Linked DNA regions of Zea mays: region 1 is linked to region 2. A link is a contact called in public Hi-C data. All regions are on one chromosome and are shown on one strand. Each heading gives the region's core, a stretch centred on a gene start, on an enhancer-like site or on the middle of the called end of the contact. The rest is flanking DNA. Distances are from core to core; before and after follow the strand shown. Region 1 holds the start of LOC100304261 (Protein WVD2-like 5). Region 2 holds the start of LOC100283886 (chloroplast small heat shock protein).

Region 1 (5,286 bases), core at 1,719-4,218, 400 kb before region 2:
TGGAATAACAAATACGGGCCAACATGAGTATGATGATGTCATTTGACCAAAAGGTGTGAAGCCATCGGTCGCGAGGCCGATTCGAACATTCCTCGGATTAGCTGCAAAGTCTGGATCAAACGTGTTGAGAGCCTTCCAAGCATCCCCATCTGAAGGGTGCACGATTAGGTCATCGTTATCACGGACACCTTCTTTGTGCCATCGCACATGCATAGCGGTTTTTTAGATAGAAACAACCGTTTCACTCGAGGAGTTAGTGGCAAGTAGCGAAGCTGCTTATGTGCAACATCTGTCATCACCTTGTCACCCTCATCATTAACAACTTCCACAAATCTAGATTGTCCACATTTTAGACATTTTTTCTCTCCCGCATGCTCCTTCATGAAAAACATAAAATTATTTTTGCACACATCAATCTTTTCATAATCCATACCGAGACCTTTGATAATTGTCTTTGAATGGTACATGTCTTTAGACAACTTATTGGGCTTTGGGAGCACATCTCCTAATAACTTTAAAATCTCATTGTAACAATTGTTCGAGAAAAAAAAATACTTGGACTTAATGGCCATGAGCCGAGTCACAAAAGCGAGTATACTCACATCTGTGTGTTCATGCAACAGCTCTTCAGAATCTTTTAGTAGTTTAAAAAATCTGGAAACCTCTGGTGTGGCAGGATTCTCGGAGCTTAGGTTTAATTCTGGACGTAGCGAATCTAGCATCTCATGCATCACATCATCGCCAGCCCAATCATTGTTCTCCTCCTCTTCTACATTCCGGTTGGGTACTACCTCACCATAATGTTCCCACACCTCATATCTGGGCATAAATCCAAACTGACAAAGATCTAGGCTAACTCTTTCCTTATTAAGAAATATACTGTTTTCGTGCCGCCTACAAGGGCATCTGACAGTGTCGTTTAATGATAAGGAGAATACATGGTCCACAAAATCTTTGGTCTTGGCTACCCAATCATCAGAATAAAGTCCATTCCTACTCCAACCATTGTACATCCATGCATGGTCTTCAGCCGTGCCTGAGACTGTTAAACTGAACCATATCGTGAAAACATTATTCAACTTCGTCAAGGGTATAGGTCATACATGTATAGGCAAGGATAGGTTCTAAACCCACAACAAGCTAGCAGGACCCAAAAAAAATTCGGCAGCATAACCTCGCTGCCACTAAACAATATTACTTATATATAAAACAAAGAATGATATAATATTAATCAAATCAAACTAAGTACCACATACACTAATAAGGCAACTATTCTACGTACTAATATAATGTACTAATAAAACTAATAATATAATAGTACCACGTATTAATATGAAATTAATGCCTAAATACAATATGCCCCTAATTCTTAAATCACATATACCACTAATACATTAATGAAATCGAATTAAAACAATAATACTAATCACAAACAGTAATCAAACAAACACAATTACAAATATATACTAATTTGGGCGGCAACTAAATAACAACCGCCGAAAATAAGAAATAAAATATGCAAAAAAATTTTACCTCTCGATGCGGCGGCTCGACAACGACGGTGGAGTGGTGGCGGCTCGGAGTGGCGGGCAGCCCGGCGGGCGGGCGAGCGGCGGGTTTGGGAGAGGAGAGAAAGAATAGAGAAGAAGAAGGGTCCGACGGTTTTTAAAAACCTTATTTTCGGCGGCTGTGTCAGTGGTCGCCGAAAACAATCTTATTTTCGGCGGCCAGGGATGTGCCGCCGAAAATAATGTAGGTCGCCGAAAATGATCCACGGTGCTGTTGTGGCGGCTCTGGGCCGAACGGTCCGCGACCTGGCGGCAGAAGCGGGTGCCTTCCATGCATGCTGTCCGGACGGTCCGAGCTCTGGGCCGAACGGTCCACGATGGCGCAGGGTCATTTTCTTCTCCTTGTATGACCTAAATCGCGCCCCACGGGATAGAGACCTTAGGGTGCTTCGGGTCAGCAAGTCACCCGGGGCATCCAGACGACGTAGAGTCGCCTAGAAATTAAGAGATCAATTTGAGAAAGATATCTTGATTGAAGTAGGTCGGCAGGCCACCCTAGGACGGATCTAGATGACGTAGAGTCGAATAGAGGTGGATATGCGGAAAGCTACAACTAAAGCTACGCTACATCTATTCCTATAGCAGGAAAAGTAAATAAAGTAGATAAGTTCGATTGGAATGTGTCCCGAGGTTCTCAATGTCGTACCCCTTTATATTTATAGGGGAGGACGTTTGGACCTTTTCCTAGGAGATAGCTAACACTCCCACATGATTAAATAGATAACCACACATGAGATAAGGATAATCTAATCGCGGGACATACGGACTGTCCGGGCCCAAGGGCTGACCGTCTACCACTTTTGGTGCTCAACAAGTAGATTCAATTTCTTCAAAATAAAGGGATCCAAACGATCACTAACTATATTTTAGAGATATTTATTTGTTGAACGATCTACTACCTCTATCTTTAAATAATAGTTACTATAACATTCATGCTCAGCAAAAAAAACCTTATATTTAACTAAAGATGGTAACTATTTTTTATTAGGCATGCTTTTTCTAGGTATACCTACATCACTACAGCAGTACTAATTTCAATAGAGAAAATTCAATATATTTTTTAGTCTTTGAACTAAAGATGATTATGCTCTATATATTATTAGAATAAAGGGATTATGTATTATAAATATTAACATTTTTTTATATATTTGTTAAATATAAAAGTAGTTAATTTCTAGAAATGAGATTCGACAACTATTTTAAAACACATGGATAAACTTTTTCACTTTAGATCACAAGCTTCATTTTCTAAGGATTTAAGCACAGGGAATCTTGAATTTAAGAACTGGAGACAAAAAGCTAAAAGGAAACACAGTATAGAAAAACAAACGGAAAAAGGAAACACTGAAAAGACAGCGGGATTGGAAACGTGTAACCACCTCCAGCCTAAACACAGTCACCACCACCTACACCCCCGTTGTCTCCTCTCCTTCCATTGCCACAGTCGGCCTTCTCCGTGGAAGCCGGCGGGCCGCCGCCTCCTTTGTCCCTGTCGTCGTGCTCTTCCGTACCGCCATTCCCTAGCACTGTCCACGGGCGAGGTAAAGAAACCATCTTTCCACCTTCTCCCACCCCCTCCGGACCCATAGGTGCCACCGGCATTTGTCTTGCGATTGCTTGGCCCAGATCTGCGTGCATTCGGCATTTCTCGTGCGTAGATCTCGCGTGTACGGTGTACCTCGTTTCCCTCGGCGGGTGGATCAGTGACGGCTTGGTCGAGATGGACGATGTGGTTGATGACATCATCTGTGGAACGGATGCGGCGGTTGCCGTCGAGGATGGGGCCAGTGGGACGCCCGCAATGCCTAGCTTAGGGTGCCAGGGTGAGGAAGAGCATAGGAAGGGCAATGAGGACAACTCAGGTGAGAGCGAGGTGATTAACCCGCCAGAAGAGGCTGGCGGGGAGGCCACCTCGCCCCTGGAAGGCAGGAAGCCTCGCCTTTCCAAGGTGAGCTCTTGACGGCGATGTCTTGTAATGTTTTTTGTGGCTATCTTCTACCTATAGGTAGTAAATGATACCATCTGCAGTTGTACTGATTACCATTTCGTTTATGATGTGATTTTAGGGGAATCAAAGCCATGTACCTAAGGCTGTCAAATCTAAGAGTCCAAGGAGTGGAGATGAAAATCAGACAAGGAGAAAAGCTCCCAACTCTTCTTTTCCTAAGGCACCCATTGTCCAGGAGTCCCATGGTGACTCTGGTGTCGGCAGTAATGTAAGCAGTTCTACATTATGATGCAGTTTGTTTCAACATCTTCACTAGTCAGTGAAAGAGCCTGTAGCCTAGTGGTTGAAAGTCCTTTAGGCCTTGTTCGTTTGTCCAGGATTCCACCTAGGAATCGTTCCAGGTGATCAAACCTTATATAAATTACATAAGCAACCTGGCCCAGAATCGTTCTAGGTCCCTTAGTAGCACCTCTAGGTCCTCGGTTCAACTCCCTGTGGAAGTGAATTTAGGCTGGTTAAAAAGACCCTCTGAGTGTTTTTCTCGGCCTGCAAGGTTGAGGTCTTCTACCTTAATAGGCTAATAGCACAGCCCTGGGCCCTGGGGAGGTCACCCCCAGTGGGTTGAACCTTTTTTTAATATATTCACTAGTTATGGATATCTAAAATCAGCTTCCTGCCCAATCTAGTCGGATCTTACATGACTTGTTTCACTTTTATCAGAAAGCTGGCAAGAATGAGTCTCACTCATCCCCAATTGATGCAGCATTGCCCGATGAGTCCAAGTAAGTTGCTTCTTTCCTTTCTATCAAGATCAGAATAACTTGGGAGAAGGAATGTATATATACTAAGTGTTTTAGTATATATGCCCACAAATCCTGGTGCACCATAGACTGGATATAAAACTATAAAGGGCGTACCCAGTGCCGTAGGCTTCCCGCACTGTGCAGGGTCTGGGGAAGGGTATCTTTAGTCGCCAAGCCTTACCTGCTTAATATGCAGAGGCTGGGGCTCGAACCCAGGACCTTCCGGTTACAGACGGTAGGCTCTACCGCTGCACCAGGCTGCCCTTCACTGGATATAAAACTATGACTACTCTAAAATCATCTTATACGGCTATATATTTGAAGAGTCACTTATGCTATTTATACTTAACTCCAATCCAGGGAGAAAAGGAAAACTCAAAAGCCACCAGCACAGCTCTCTTCCATCAAAAGAGATGAAGAACAGTCAAATGGTGAGAGTGCAAAGCCTCGAAAAGTTGGAAGCACGCCATCATATGGTTTCACCTTCAAGTGTGATGAGAGATCTGAAAAAAGACGAGAGGTAAACTGTGTTTAGCTGTTTTATTTTCTGATTCCATTTTGAAATATGTATGTTGACAATTTTGTTTACCCAATTCTGCAATCAAACAGTTCTATTCGAAGCTTGAGGAGAAGATTCATGCAAGAGAGTTAGAAATAAGCAATTTGCAAGCCAAGTCAAAGGTACCCTTATTTGCCCTTCTTTTGGGAAATGCTGCCTTCCAACATACATCTCTTATGTTTTTTGCTGATATATTTCTGTAAAATGCACAGGAAACTGAAGAAGCAGAACTCAAAATGCTGAGAAAGAGTTTGAATTTCAAGGCAACACCAATGCCAAGCTTTTATAAGGAACCAACCCCTGCCAAGGTTGAATTGAAAAAGGTAACTTAGTGATTATGGCGCGTTTGGCAATTTTGCGTGCCTTGCTCGCCTCACCTTGCCAAGCAAGGCCAGCTTTGGCAGGAGT
Region 2 (4,821 bases), core at 1,384-3,883:
GAGAGCACCACCGCGCCTCGCACCAGGCCGCGGACCGTCCGGCCCCTGCGCGCGGACCGTCCGCCCCTGTGCAGAGGGCACCGCCACGGTTCTTGTTGAGTGTTTGGCGCTCCGAAAAGGCGTCAACACGTGGTTTGCGTAGCGAAAAAACCGGGGAAAATTGTCGCCGTCGGTGCTTCCGCCCGGTGCGACACCACTGCTCGGAGAGTTCACACTTCATCCTCGCTCGGACGGAGACCGGCGCACTGCCTCTCGGATGGTGGGGAGCAGGAGCACTAGTGACGATTTTCACCCTGAGTCCCTGACAGTCCCATTCCGTCGCTCCCAGTCCAACTTCCTACACGTGCGTTAGACCCGTGGACTGAGACTGAGACTAGTTACGACTGGCCAATTGGACTGCGAAACGGGAAGCTGGGCCACAAAACAGTGCGGAGAGCCCAAGGCCCGGCCCGAGTACACACTGAAATTCCACTCCCAGATATCATCGACTAGTATAGCGGGCCAAGGATTGGAATGGAATGTCTGGATTCGTCTACTTCAACCTTCCAACAGAGATGTCAAGACGGCCGGCGGCCCGAAACCCAACACGGGTTTGTCCACACGTAGTAAACCGGGCCTGTATCGATCCAGCTCGGTCACTAAGCCGTACTTGGGCTAAAGGCGTGGCACAGCGGGCTAGGCCCCGTACGACCCGATTTGATTTTTTAAATTTTTTCTATAAATAGATATATTATATTTGAATATAGTGTATAAAACACAAGAAACATGTGTTTTTATTGGTTATGTGGGTGTAAATAAATGTTTAGAGTTAATAAATATGGTTTAAACCCTCAAATATGCACAGTTTTAGGATATTTTTATTATTTAAACGTCATATGTTGTTATAGATCCGTTAAGCTCATTGGGCCGTGAGTCAGTCCGACACGATTACTAACTTAGCGACCCATGTCTGGACCTCACTTGGGACTAATGAGACGGCAGACACGTCTCGCTAGCTAATCCGTGCCAGGTCTAGCCATGCTCGAGCCGGCCCAGGCCGCCGATTTGAACATCTATACCTACCAATACCAATATACAATCTCTCAATCATTCAGAATATAAACTCTCTTTTACTTTTACTGTCGGTGTTACCCGATTTATCCACTCTGTTACCTCATGACACATATAGATGGCCAATAATGTCGGGCTAATCGGGCCGGCCCGGAGCACGGCACGGCCCGTAGTGCCTGGGCCGAGCACGGGGCACGCCCCGATTAGCCCCTAGGCACGGTTAGACACGATTATGCATGGTTAGATCTAAACACGACTAGTTAGCTGTGTGCTGTACTCTTTTTTCTTATCTAGGGTTTTCTCACAAGGGTGAGTTTTTACCTAGATAGGTTTTTAATGAGTCAGCCATTGCACTAAACAGCTCAATATTAGCTATTTTAGTATATTTTAACTGTGTTTGTTAATGTCTGACTAAAATTCTGTGGTGTAGTGCTAAACGGGCCTACCGTGCCGATACAACACGGCTAAGGAGCCTTAATGTCGTGCCTGGGTTCAGGTACTAATGCCGTGCCGACACAGTACATCTAATAATCTAATAATCATGCTAAACGGGCCGTGACCTAACCGGGCCGTCTGTCCGATTGGCCATCTCTACGCATCAATGCTTCTACACAGTACGATTTTGATGGATGCTTTTATGCCGTGCTTTCGCTTTCTGTACACGATACGTATTTTATTTCCGGAGAAAATACACAACAGTCACGGGCTCACAAACAAGAAGCACTCACAAGAGTTGAGTGACACGACACGCATCACTGCACCTTCACCTCGGTGACGTTCCGCTTGCGCTCCCCGGTGCGCGGCACGGTGACGTACAGCACGCCGTCCTTCACCTCGGCGGTGATCCCCTCGGCGCGCGCGTCGTCCGGGAGCAGCAGGCTGGCGTGGTACCCGCTGGTCGACCACCACTCGCCGCCGTCGCCCTCCTCCCCGTGCTCACGCTTCTCGCCCTCGATGACCAGCACCCCGTCCTCCACGGCCACGCGCACGTCGCCCTTGCCGAGGCCCGGCACCTCGAAACGCAGCCGGTACCGCGCCTCGTCCTCGCGCACCTTCCCGGACAGCAGCCGCGACGGCGCCAGGCGCTCCAGCGGGCGGCCCAGGGTCTCCGCCACCTGCGACAGCGCGCTCCCGAGACCTGCGTGCGTCGATGCATGCACGGGCGTTAGTCACTAGTCAGTCAGGGTCCATGGCCGGCCGGCGTGGGTTGCTCAATGCGGCAGGTGCTAAGGCCGTACCGTCCACGAGGCTGAACGGGGTGAAGTCGCGGAGGTCTCGCCATGCCCAGCGGCGATTGGGGGCGGAGCGCTCCGACACGGCGACATCTCGGCGGTTTGCCTCGCCTGAGGCGGCAGAGTCGGCTGCCGAGGTTGAGAGAAGCGAGTGAAGTTTCGGATCTGTCGCCGGGGCTGCGGCGAGCGCCGGCCTCGCCAGCGCCTGCGCGCGGCCAGCGATGGCCCTGTTGAGGCACAGACGAGCTAAAGCCATATCAAAGTCTACCGCCGGAGCTACGGACTTGATTGTCGCGTCGTCGTCACTCTGCTTGGTCACCGTCCTTGTGTCCTCACTCTGTTAGTCTGTTTAGAGATGGAGATGACGATTGGTGTCCATATAAAGCGGCAGAGGCGGCCACGTACACACGCAAGCTGAGAAGGCCGGAGACGCGTCTGGAAAGGAGACGGCCTCTTCCATCACCTTCTGGGTGCGCTGAGGATCTATGGAAAGCAGATTTGAGAATGTACACAATTGATGTCTGCTTGCTTTTGCTCCCAGAATTTGACATGCAGATAACCGAGCTAGGCTCCGGTTGCTAGTGCAGGCTGCAGCCAGAGCCAGGTGTGCTCGCTGTTGCGCGAGAGTTCGATTTCCAGAATCTAACTAGCATCCCTCATCTGGGTTTTATTCTCATTAATAATAATCTGTCATCTCTTGGTTTTGTACTCAGACGAGAAGCTTAAAAAAGAATCTGACATGCCAATGTTTACGTTTGGCAAACAAAAGTAAGGTAAAATGCTTGCTCAAGTCATATGACAGCTAAAAACATCGGCTGGACTGGACCCGATTTTGGCCATCAGGCTCAAGGCAGCTCCCAGTATCTAGTTCCCTGGCATCCCTGCAGACGTTCTGATTTCTTTTACGCGAGCTAACGTGAGAGAACTGTACTCAGTATAAAACAATGAACTCCTACACTGAACGCTGTAAACACAATTACTAGTAATAAAATAACAAAGAATATTTTACATTTGCATAAGAGGGATGTCATCCTGTCTCCGAGACAGTCCACATCCATGAGGTCACAAGCTTTCGCAGCCTAGAAGTTGCGTACATTTCAGCGATTCATGACTTGAAACAGCACACTTCCAATAACCAACTCTAATCGTATAGGCCTTCCTGCTCCCAGCTGATCACGAGGAAACCCACCATTTCCTGACAGCGGACAAGCCAGGAAAATCAATGCATTGTCTAAACAGGACGCACATGTCAAATGGAAGATGTCGTGTAGCTTTTCAAGATATCTTACACCAAGAGGGATCGGTTGTGGAAATGGTTTCGAGCTCCCGAGCAGGCTCTCGTATGTAGCATTACAACTGCAGTCGCCATGCAGATAGATATTAGTTTCAAAAGGCAATCAGAAGCTATCCTAAATTTCAAAGTATTATAAACAAGATTTCTAACTGCTGGAGAGCCACTGTCAAATTACCAACATGGTAGCAAGGATATTACTATATAAATAGCATATCATCGATAACCACAATATATCACAACTTCGTGATGTTTCGAATGACAATTTAAACAGTGGATAAAACCCACGACTGGTTCATTCCCATGCATGAAGCAAAGAAGGTATTTCACGTAACTAAAAACTACTACACCAAGGAAATATTTTGGTCACTGCAAAGACAGAAAAATTCAAGACCATAGACGTTCCATAAGAAAAATTGAACTCGGAGAACTAACCTTATTTTTGGTCCTTGACTTTGTTGACCCTGAGAATTATGTCTTCGTTTTCCAATCCACTGCTGTCTAGTCTGGTGCCATAGTAGAAGACCTATGTTTGTACAAATGAGGGACATAATGTCAGGGAATGAACCATTAGTGGTTTTATTGCTTTAGCATATAAAAATGAGGCAATGAACCACCAGTGGTTCTCCCTCGGCGCCTACCCTATAGGGTTGGAATTCGGGAGCCATAAGAACAAATAGTTTACATCTGGCCATGTGTGTGACCAATTTCAGGAGTTGGCCTATACGTGAGAGACTCTCTGTCATAATATATTATTTCCTGCTATGGAAAATTGGAAACCAAAAAGGATTTAGATTGCTTATTGCTAGATTATAGACAGGTAACACTAATTAGTTACCGATTATAGGAGCATAGATGAGTTCTAAGAACTGATACTGCATACAGTCATGCTAGGTAATAATTTGCATAAAATGTCCATCGCATTGCATCTTGTAAAATTGCCAGTTTGCTGAATTTTCTGGAGCACAAACACACCATACTGAAATGCAGTTTCAATAAGAATAAACAGAACTCCAACAAACAAATATTGGTTTAACGCTTTCTGAAAAGTGAAAACTCAAGGAAGCATGGAACAGATAACCAAACATTGTAAATTAGTGCACCATAAATCGACATGGGCACCACGTGTTCTGGACATGTATATATGGCAACTAATTTACCTTGATTTACAAATTCATTTGGGGAGCTGCTACTTCCAGAAGCATGCTGATCATTAGGTTGTGCAGCAGTGCTGATTGAGGACATACT

What was found. Hi-C and Micro-C count contacts between places; a contact is called where the count stands out from the background.
Region 1: a Hi-C map of ear shows a contact between it and region 2, with 3 times the contacts expected there. The contact joins the promoter of LOC100304261 here to the promoter of LOC100283886 in region 2. A contact is called at or near these places in 3 of 25 Hi-C or Micro-C datasets (ear, leaf and tassel).

What each region holds. Positions count from the first base shown.
Region 1 is chr5:118,382,051-118,387,336 of Zm-B73-REFERENCE-NAM-5.0, reverse strand. LOC100304261 (Protein WVD2-like 5) reads left to right here and starts at 2,968. Exons shown (of 7, transcript NM_001326605.1): 1 at 2,968-3,516; 2 at 3,635-3,784; 3 at 4,237-4,298; 4 at 4,680-4,839; 5 at 4,929-5,000; 6 at 5,091-5,201. The coding sequence starts at 3,289.
Region 2 is chr5:117,984,537-117,989,357 of Zm-B73-REFERENCE-NAM-5.0, reverse strand. LOC100283886 (chloroplast small heat shock protein) reads right to left here and starts at 2,633. Exons shown (of 2, transcript NM_001156784.2): 1 at 2,289-2,633; 2 at 1,678-2,188. The coding sequence starts at 2,538. The coding sequence ends at 1,803. LOC100216795 reads right to left here. Exons shown (of 5, transcript NM_001143194.1): 2 at 4,734-4,821; 3 at 4,009-4,099; 4 at 3,572-3,638; 5 at 3,047-3,477. The coding sequence ends at 3,424.